2 separate regions of the Danio rerio genome follow, and region 2 is linked to region 1. The links are chromatin contacts, called in public HiChIP or PLAC-seq maps. All regions are on one chromosome and are shown on one strand. The core of a region is the stretch at or near the end of the contact, and the rest is flanking DNA. Distances in the headings are between cores, read along the strand shown. Region 1 holds the start of LOC141378567 (protein FAM161A-like). Region 2 holds the start of ehbp1 (EH domain binding protein 1).

Region 1 (4,684 bases), core at 1,798-4,297:
CTTCAAAGTATCTTCTCTTGCGTTCAACAGAGCAAAGTAACCCTAATAGGTTTGGAACAAGTAAATAGTGAGTAAATGATTCAGTTGTGGGTGAAGTGAATTATCTATTTAAATTTCAGCTTGGCTTATCTCAATACTGAGTTATTTAGTCATAGACCTCTCTGTATCTTCTCCACTGTGTCTCCAGCTGGTACTGATGGGTCTTTCTCTCTGAGCAGGTCTGATCTGGCTCAGGTAGAGATTCTCCAGCTCCGCCATGTTTCTTAGGTGTTCTTTCTTCAGCTCATCTAGTTTGATGTAGTAATCCTGGTTGGAGAACACAGGTCTCTGCTGATGATGGACTGCATACTGCTTGCCATAGTCAACATCAGAGAGAAAAGGAAAGTCAAAAGCTGATATATTCTGATTGTTGTAATGCTGATCACACTCCTGAGGGAGCAAAAAGAGCAGAACATGAACAATTAACAACACCAGATTAATATATTTAATCCCATAAAAGTGCTGATGGTAGTAGGAAGTTATGATAATGACCAAATTAATGGATCTAAATGAGGAAGCTTATATTTTTAAAATGACCAAAATCTAAGAGCAGCAAAAATGAAAACTAATGTGTTTAAATATTTTTTTTCAATTTGTTATTTGTTGTAAATAATGACAGCAGTTTCAAAATCAGTCTCTGTTTTTTGCAATTATCACAGCATGTTGAATGCAAAATGGGTTAATGAAGATGCAAATACCAGTAAACCGACCACCGCAAACCCTAGTAAACCACATGGCATGAGTAATTTCAGCACTTGCCATCAATTTTGCATATGAATGAGAAACTCCCACACATTCTTGTGAAATAAGGTCAGCTGGCAAACATTTGTCCATATCTTTTAATTCTTTTTAATGTGTCTTCGTATACAGTTTTTCAAAATATTTTTTCTGGATCAGATTGGTCCAGATTTATAAGTCCCATGTTTTGCTATCCAAGATTAACTGAGATATCTTACTTATATTAAAGGAACATTGAGTTGAATCACTGTGGTCCAAATGCTAAATTTCAGAATTACTAAACAATAATTACATTATTGTTTACTATGTCTTAGATGTGACATGCCTCATATAGGATTAAAATATGAAGGAATTTATATATCATCAGTAACCATTAAGTTTGTGATCATTCACTTAAAAATGAAACTTTTTTTATCTTATTAATTTGGTTCAAAAATCAACACTGAATCCACCCCTTTGATGGGATTTTTTTTTTTTATCAAATAGTTCCCAATCTGAGTTTTAATAACCCAAAGCGCAGGTCTGATCCAAATCAAATGTAAGATTGGATTATGGTCTGATCGTAATTCAAAATCCCTTTGTTACTTTTGAAAAACTGGGTCCAGGGATGTCAAAACTCAGTCCTGGAGGGCCATTGTCCTACTGAGTTTAGCTCCATCTTGCTTCAAAACACCTACCAGGACGTTTCTATTATATCTAGTAAAATCTTGATTAACTGGTTCATGTGTTTTTGATTAGGGTTGGAGCTAAACTCTCCGGGACACCGGCCCTCCAGGATTGAGTTTGGACACCACTGGTAAACTAATAAATTGGTTGTTTTTACAAACTTAACATCTGGATAAAATTTTTAAATGATTTCAAATTAAATCAGAAAATTGACATCCGAGGTTGTTTTTGTCCATATTTGACCCATATAAAGTTGTAAGAACCCACTATTATAGCATTTTAATGCCAAAAATGTTAGCAAATCTGACCTTAATTTAAATAAATCTTAATTTAAAGTCAGTAGACCTGACTCTAGTTTAAATAGTAAATTAGAATGTTTAATTCATTCATTCATTTTCCTTGAGCTTAGTCCCCTTATTCATTAGGAGTCGCCAAAGCGGAATGAACCGCAACCTTATCCAGCATATGTTTCAAATAGCAGATGCCTTTCTAGCAGCCACCCAGTACCCTCTACAAACTCATTCCCACATTTACATACACTACAGCCATTTAGTTTATTCAATTCACCTATACCATATATCTTTGGACTGTAGGGGAAACCGGAGCACCTGGAGCGAACACAGGGAGAACATGCAAACTCCACACAGAAATGCCAACTGACGCAGCTGGGACTCAAACTAGTGACCTTCTTGCTGTGAGGCGACAGTGCTAACCACTGAGTCATCATGTCACCCAATTTGAATTTTAAAAAAGCTGAAATGTTACATTACACTAATGGTACAGTAGTTGACCCATTATTGTTGGTTTGTTCCAACAGCTTAGGTTTGAGTAAATCTCTGACTTTGTAGACTAAAGAGCTAAAAAAGATTTTTAGTTTTGAACCTCCAGTGTCTGTTATGTTACTGTATCCCATTTCAGTAGTGGTAGTACTAGTGGTTCTACACCTTGTGTCCTCAATCTTTCTCAATGTCCATTTTCAGTGATATTTTGTCCCTTGACACCATGTGACTAAAATATGACAAACTCAGTTTCATGTTTTCTAATTACAGTAGCATATCCTCATTCTTTTCTAAACCAGTCACACATCCTTTAGCCTTGTTTCTGGATCATCTTGCTTTTACAAATAGACGACAGTCCAGAATATTCGATTCTGAACTTATCTTACAATATCTTCATCTGCAGTTTATGTCATTTAAAAGTACTGTTTTCATACTGTACAATTTCACATTCATATTTTACATTGTATAAGTCTAAAGATGCAAGATGCATACCTCTGTGTGGTGAACAATATCATTCAGGGAGCATGAATAATCCTTCTCTTCTCCGAACAGAGCCTGAAGTTCACTGGGCTGCAGTCTCTCTGTACGCAGTATCGCTTTCATTGTCCAGATCTGAAGTACAGCACTGCTTTTCTCCTTCCTTTCTCCTTTCGACTCGCTTTGCTCCTCTCACAGGTATGGCACTGCCACACTAGGTTAGGATGCTTTCTCACACCCAGATGTGCCAATCTCAGTTTATCCCTGTGGATAAACCCTAAAAGGTCACGATTTAGAGCCTGGTGCTTGCTGACCATATGTCCTATATCTTCTTTAAACCCCGATTTACACCTTCAGATGTGATTCAAAGTGAACCATCCCAAATAAGATTTAGAGATTAACAGCACTCTTAATTACAGAGGGAATCCAGCATGTGAAGAGGGTTCAGCTGAAGATGCTCTCGCAGTAAACATGCAGTATTTAAAGTGTCAAAAATGAAACATCTGCTATCATATATTCACCTTTCACTTGTTCAAAATCTATTTGAGTTCCTTTCTTCTGTTGAACACGAAAGAAGATATTTTGAAGAATGCTTGTCGCTCGGACTAATTGACTTCCATGGTAAATATTTTGCCTATGGAAGTCAATGCAGCACCAGCATTCTTCAGAGTATCCTCTTGTGTGTTCAACAGAAGAAAAAACTCATAAAGGTTTAAAATCACATGAGATAAATGATAAACTCATTTTTGGGTGAATTATCCCTTTAAAACATACCAAAATACAGTCCCTGAATTGAGATTGTACACAAACCATTATCAAAGAATGTGCTTCTGCAAAGTGAAGCTGCGATGTCATGTGGAAGTCACACGGTGTTATTAATGTGCTAAAGGTAAATGTTAGGTGAAAGGTGGTGTGTGGTTTAGTGGTGGCTGAAGTGTGCTGGCAATGAAAAACATTGATAGTGTCTTGTCATAAAAAATTGTTGACTTCTAAAGGCAGGTGTAGATGATTCATTCATTAGTTTTCTTTTCGCCTTAGTCCCTTTATTAATCAGTAGTCACCACAGCAAAATGAACCTCCAACTTATCCAGCATATGTTTTTCGCAGCGGATGCTCTTCCAGCTGCAACCCAGTACTGGGAAACACCCATACACTCTTGCATTCACTCTATGGCCAATTTAGTTAATTCAATTTACCTATAGTAAAGGAGTGGCCAACCCTGTTCCTGGAGAGCCACCTTCCTGCAGATTTCAGTTGCAGCCCATATCAAACACACCTGCCTGTAATTATCACGTGTTGTTCAGGTCCTAACTAATTGGTTCAGGTGTGTTTGATATGGGTAGCAACTGAAATCTGCAGGAAGGTGGCTCTCCAGGAACAGGGTTGGCCACCCCTGCTATAGTACATGTCTTTGGACTGTGGGGTAAATCTGAGCACCCAGAAGAAACCCACGCAAGAACGGAGAGAACATGCAAACTCCACACACAAATGCCAACTGACCCAGCCGGGGCTTAATCCAGGGACTTTCTTGCTGTAAGGCGATTGTGCTACCCACTGTGCCGCTCCGGTGTAGATGATAAAATATTAAAAGTAATGTTTTTCTTTGCATTTTCTGAGAAATGATTGAAATAAAAGTCATTGACTTCCATAGTATTTTTTTGTTCTAACTATGGGTGGCTATCAATGGCTGCTTTTTAAACATTCTTCAGAATATCTTCTTTTGTGTTCAACAGAGGACAGAAAATGAACAAAATTTTAGAACCACTTGAGTTTATATTTTGCCATGAGTTAGAATATTTTGCCATGAACTATACCTTTAACATTAAAGAAATTATACAAGATTCAGCACCTCAGTACAATTTTTTTGTTCAATTAAAAGTAAAATGAAAATGAACATATCTTTTACACAGATATTTTAAAAATTAATGGATGTAAATAAATTATGTTGATAAATAATATTTAGATGAATATGTACAGTACATTTC
Region 2 (4,680 bases), core at 961-3,460, 82 kb after region 1:
GATAAGTATCAAGATGCTGGAGAAACAGCAGAAAGAATCTGTGAACTCCTCCCTCCACAAACTCACAGACATATGGGTCTTTGCAAGAATGTTGGCTGCTTCAAAGCATTTTTTGACACGTGGTGTGTCTCTCTGTAAAGGCAGGCATCAAGATTTTTCTGATAAGCGTGTGAATGAACACTTTATTCAGGTTTATAAATTAAATTAGTTAATTATTATTTTTTATTATTGTTGTTATTATTATTACATGAACATATTTCTTACATAAAAGTGTAAAAACACAAAAATAAAATTATAATACGTTTATTTTTATATTAAGATATTGCTAAAATGTTTCAATTGGTCCGGGCTTTTGCTTAAAACTAAAAAAAAAAAAATATATATATATATATATATATATATATATATATATATATATTTATATATATATATATATATATATATATATATATATATATATATATATATATATATATATATACAGGGCTCGAAATTAACTTTTTTACTTGGTAGCACCGGTGCTCCCAACTTCAAATATTTAGGAGCACCAAAAAATTTTTAGGAGCACCAGAAAAAATTTAGGAGCACCCACCAAAAATGAATGAGCACCGCTGCAAATTGTTTTTTAAGGGATTTATTGTATTTTAAAACAACATTAATAGGACTAACAAAAACCAGAAACAACTATCTAACTAATGCTGCGAAGACATTGATATTTGTGTGCAATAATTCCAAAATGAATGTCTAATGATTAGGCCATAGAATATTAATGATGATGAAAATGACAATAATAGTAACAATGAATTCCATTTCTCATTATGATACTGCCTTGAATGTGCATGAATGTAGGTTATCTGCTATTAAAAGTCTGTTACTTTATGAAAAATAATTGTATAGTTTGCATCAAACAAAAATGAAGCATTGCAGTAAGAAATATTAATTTTGTACTGCTGTTTTTATATGCATGTCAATTTAATAAATAATATTTCTGCTACAAAACAAACAAAAGATTATAATAAATCATTCAATTCAATGATGAAAGCTGCAAAGCAGTCATCAGTAAATAAATAAAAAAATAATATATACCTTAAAAAAGAATAGACAAAAGAAAGAAAGTAAAGTCTCGCTTCTATCACTCTTTTAAAGTTTTGGTTTCAGTTTGTGTCAATTTAAAGGTTCAGTCTGAGATGATCTTCATTTTTCTGTGTTTGTGGAAAAGCAGGCGAGTCAGCCAACCCAATTAATAAGTAGGCAGCGCAAGATTCTTGCGCTAACCATCGGCGCAAATCCGGTCTTTGTTATGAGCCGCAGTTTCAGTGTAAACTTAGTAAAGGCGAGCTTCTTTGGCGATGATATGTACAGTATTAGATTTGACTTTCAGCGGACATTTGCGCTGAACACGCAGTGAAAGCGACACATGGAGATTCGGGCACCTTCTCCAAGAAGCGCGTACTCGATTGATCACAGCTGGCGGATCATTATTCACCACGTGACGTGTCATGATCGCTTTCATCTGCGCCTCAACTTTAGGTGGGGTTTTCAAACTTGTGAGCTTTAAGTTTTTACTCTTCAGCCGTTTGCATTTCCTGTGGTCATAAAAGCTCCTTCCCTGTCATCTGACAGCGCAATACCTTGAGTGAATGACAGCTAATATGAACCAATATAGAGGCAGGGAAGAGCGATTCAGCACGTTTTTAGAAAAAAACAAAACAGGTCGCACTACAACCATTATCTGCAGTCGCACTAATGCGCCCAAATATATTATGAGGTCGCATAGATTAATTTTCGGGCGCATATGCGACCAAAATGGTCGCAATTTCGAGCCCTGATATATATATATATATATATATATATATATATATATATATATATATATATATATTTTTTTTTTTTTTTTCATTATTCAAATCCCTTGATTTCATTATACAAATCCCAAACATATCCCCTCATTTAGTTTTCCTCTTTATTTCACAGGAGGAGAGGGTTTACATTACTTCTGCTGCTAGTCAGCTCAGTATGCTTGCTCACTCACACACACGGGCGGGTTAAAGATCTCTGAAAGATGTCTCTGTCGACCAATAGGAGCGAGCATTGGAAACAAAAGCGTTAAGAACTGTCATGAATATGTAAATATATACGGCTCGGCAGCCAATGAGGGGCGCGTGGGGGCGTTTCTCGGAGACTCAGCACAGATGTTTGACTGAATGTGGGATTGGGGAGGAAAATGATGGAGTCTTGATACGCTGAGTTTGTGTGTGGATAAGAAAACAGCGCAGGAATTTCCTCCTCTCGACCGGGAGAACCGCCGCTGCTGCTTGCCTTCAAACTCCTCAGTGCGGTCGTCGCCGGTATACGCCGGAGAGCCCTAAGGATTTCGGTTTAGCTGGCGCTCTTTGCCCTGGGATAGCCTGTCTGGCTAAGGTTAGCCTAGTCTGCTAACGGAGCTCTATGGGGATATCCATCCGGAGCGGCTCTTTAGCTCGCTAGCGGCTGAATGCAGCCACGCGCCTCCCGCCGCAACGGGCGCGTTCAGCCGCTACTGCTGCTGCTTCATTATTGACCGGGTGAGTGCAGGAATGCGGCCGAGATGTTTAGGAAAATATCACGATAAGTGTCTCTGTGATTGCACGAGATTCATTATTGATTAGTGGGATGAATTCTTAAACCGTATTGCTAGTCCGGCGTTTGTAAAAAGACTGCGACTTTAAAAGAGGATCTTTAACCAGTAACCTGAGAGCAAATACCTTGAAGTGGCTGATGAAGAGGTCAGTTTGACAGCACTGACAGTGTAGCAGTTGTGGATGAGGAGGAGAGTTGTCTACAGACGCCTTCAGCAGCAGTCTTGTGTTGATAGAACTGTATGCTTGAACAGCAACAGTTGTGAGCATAATTTAAATGATAATTTAAAGATGGTCATTACTACTTTTAGCTCCTATTGAATCTTAAATTAATAATATTGCTTGATTTCAGGTTTATTTATAGTAGTTTGACTGCATGAAACAAACAAACACTACAGATAATCTAATTGTAGCCTAATTGACATTCAGGCAGTAACACGTGAGTAAAAGTGGACTTGTACTGAAAATTGTCACAACTGTGATTTTTCTTGTTGTCATTGTAAATAAAGGGAATAGCAGAGTAATATTTAGTTACCTTCTTCTACATTGATAATATAACAGCCTAAGGTGTTTCTTAGCTTTTGTTTCAATGCTGGTAAAACACTATTTATCAAACTCGTGTATTGTGTCACTCTTTGGCTAGAGCAGAGCATTACTGTGAAAATGGTAACTAGTTTGATTGGTGTTATGCAACTGTTACTTTATCCATCAGCCTTGCTTTTGAAAACATTTTTCTTATTAATTTTTCAACAAATAGGGTTTAGATATTCAGGTTCTGAAATGCAATAATCAAGTATAACAGTAACACTGACTGGTCTTCACTCTATAAATTAAATACAGTTGGAAAGCTGGAAACATTATTGTTTACTGTGCTTTTTTAATTTAAAACTCATGTGGAAATTACACCGTAATACTGTGGATATTTAAAATGGGCAGATGATAATATTTTTATGATGAAACCTTAATAATTAATCTACAAATCAGCAGTCATCTATGATCCTCCTTGACATCACACATGATGTAGATGCATAGATAATATATATTGTGCAGGGGTGGGTAATAACAACAAAAATATTTTTGATGTTTCAGAAATGCTTGCATGTCTTTGAAATAATTGCAACTGGTCCAGCAGATCTAATCTGCCTGCATTCTGCTGGTGTTATGAAATTTGGTGGCACAGCTAAACAAGTCTCTCAAATGTCTCTTGATATCATCGCTTTCCATTGCTATTCACTGATACCTGATAAGGATATTCTGTTGCTGCTATGAATCACTGCTTAAATGTAGGATTTTAAAGACTATTAGTGTTTGAACGCAGAAAAGTAAAATTAAATCTCGACTGTTGAATTAATGGATATAATTTTTTAGTAACAAGCTTTATCATTCAGATCTAACCGGCTCCCTCTTTGTCTCTGTAGGTTTATTGACACATGGAAATGAGGAATATTGGATTACCATGCACTCCTTGTGTTTATTTTGAGGGATTTGCTGTACGGAATGAGCTCTGTGAGTGCTGTCAGTCACTCCGGCGGATTTAACAAGTCATGCCATCATGCTGATCTGAGATCATCCATGCTAATGTTTTGATAGCAAGGGATCTAGGTGTTTTTTTCTTTTTCTTTACCTGATTTAAAACCCCTTAAAAATCAATGAATGCACACAAGGCAATTTTGGAGGGATACTTTTGAGAACTTTTCCAGGAAAAGGATTTGTGAGGAGGTGGCGTCAGAGAATACGACAGTGTTTTTAAACAAACTGTCAGCTCTTTAAATAGGAAAAACCATGGCTTCGGTGTGGAAGAGACTGCAGCGTGTTGGGAAACATGCTTCCAAATTCCAGTTTGTCGCCTCCTACCAGGAACTCATGGTGGAATGCACAAAGAAATGGTGAGTTGTCACTGCTTGCATGTCTTGCGCGTGCCGCTACTCATTTTCAGCCTAGCTTGTGTGTGTGTGTGTGTGTGTGTGAGCACCGGCTTCTGGAATGCTGAGTTGGCCTGTGACGTATCTAACTGCGATGATTTATCTGTTCCCTCAGGCGTTTCTGTGTGTAGGGAGAGACA

Evidence for each region. HiChIP or PLAC-seq counts read pairs in DNA pulled down with a chosen protein or histone mark.
Region 2: a contact with region 1 is called in an H3K4me3 HiChIP or PLAC-seq map of gastrula embryo, with 4 times the contacts expected there. The contact joins the promoter of ehbp1 here to the promoter of LOC141378567 in region 1. A contact is called at or near these places in 2 of 4 datasets of contacts at active chromatin or transcription factors (embryo and gastrula embryo).

Annotation. Positions count from the first base shown.
Region 1 is chr17:25,374,560-25,379,243 of GRCz12tu, forward strand. It overlaps LOC141378567 (protein FAM161A-like), which reads right to left and starts at 3,048. Exons shown (of 4, transcript XM_073928525.1): 1 at 2,715-3,048; 2 at 158-429. The coding sequence starts at 2,825.
Region 2 is chr17:25,457,028-25,461,707 of GRCz12tu, forward strand. It overlaps ehbp1 (EH domain binding protein 1), which reads left to right and starts at 2,211. Exons shown (of 24, transcript XM_073928528.1): 1 at 2,211-2,564; 2 at 4,037-4,504. The coding sequence starts at 4,401.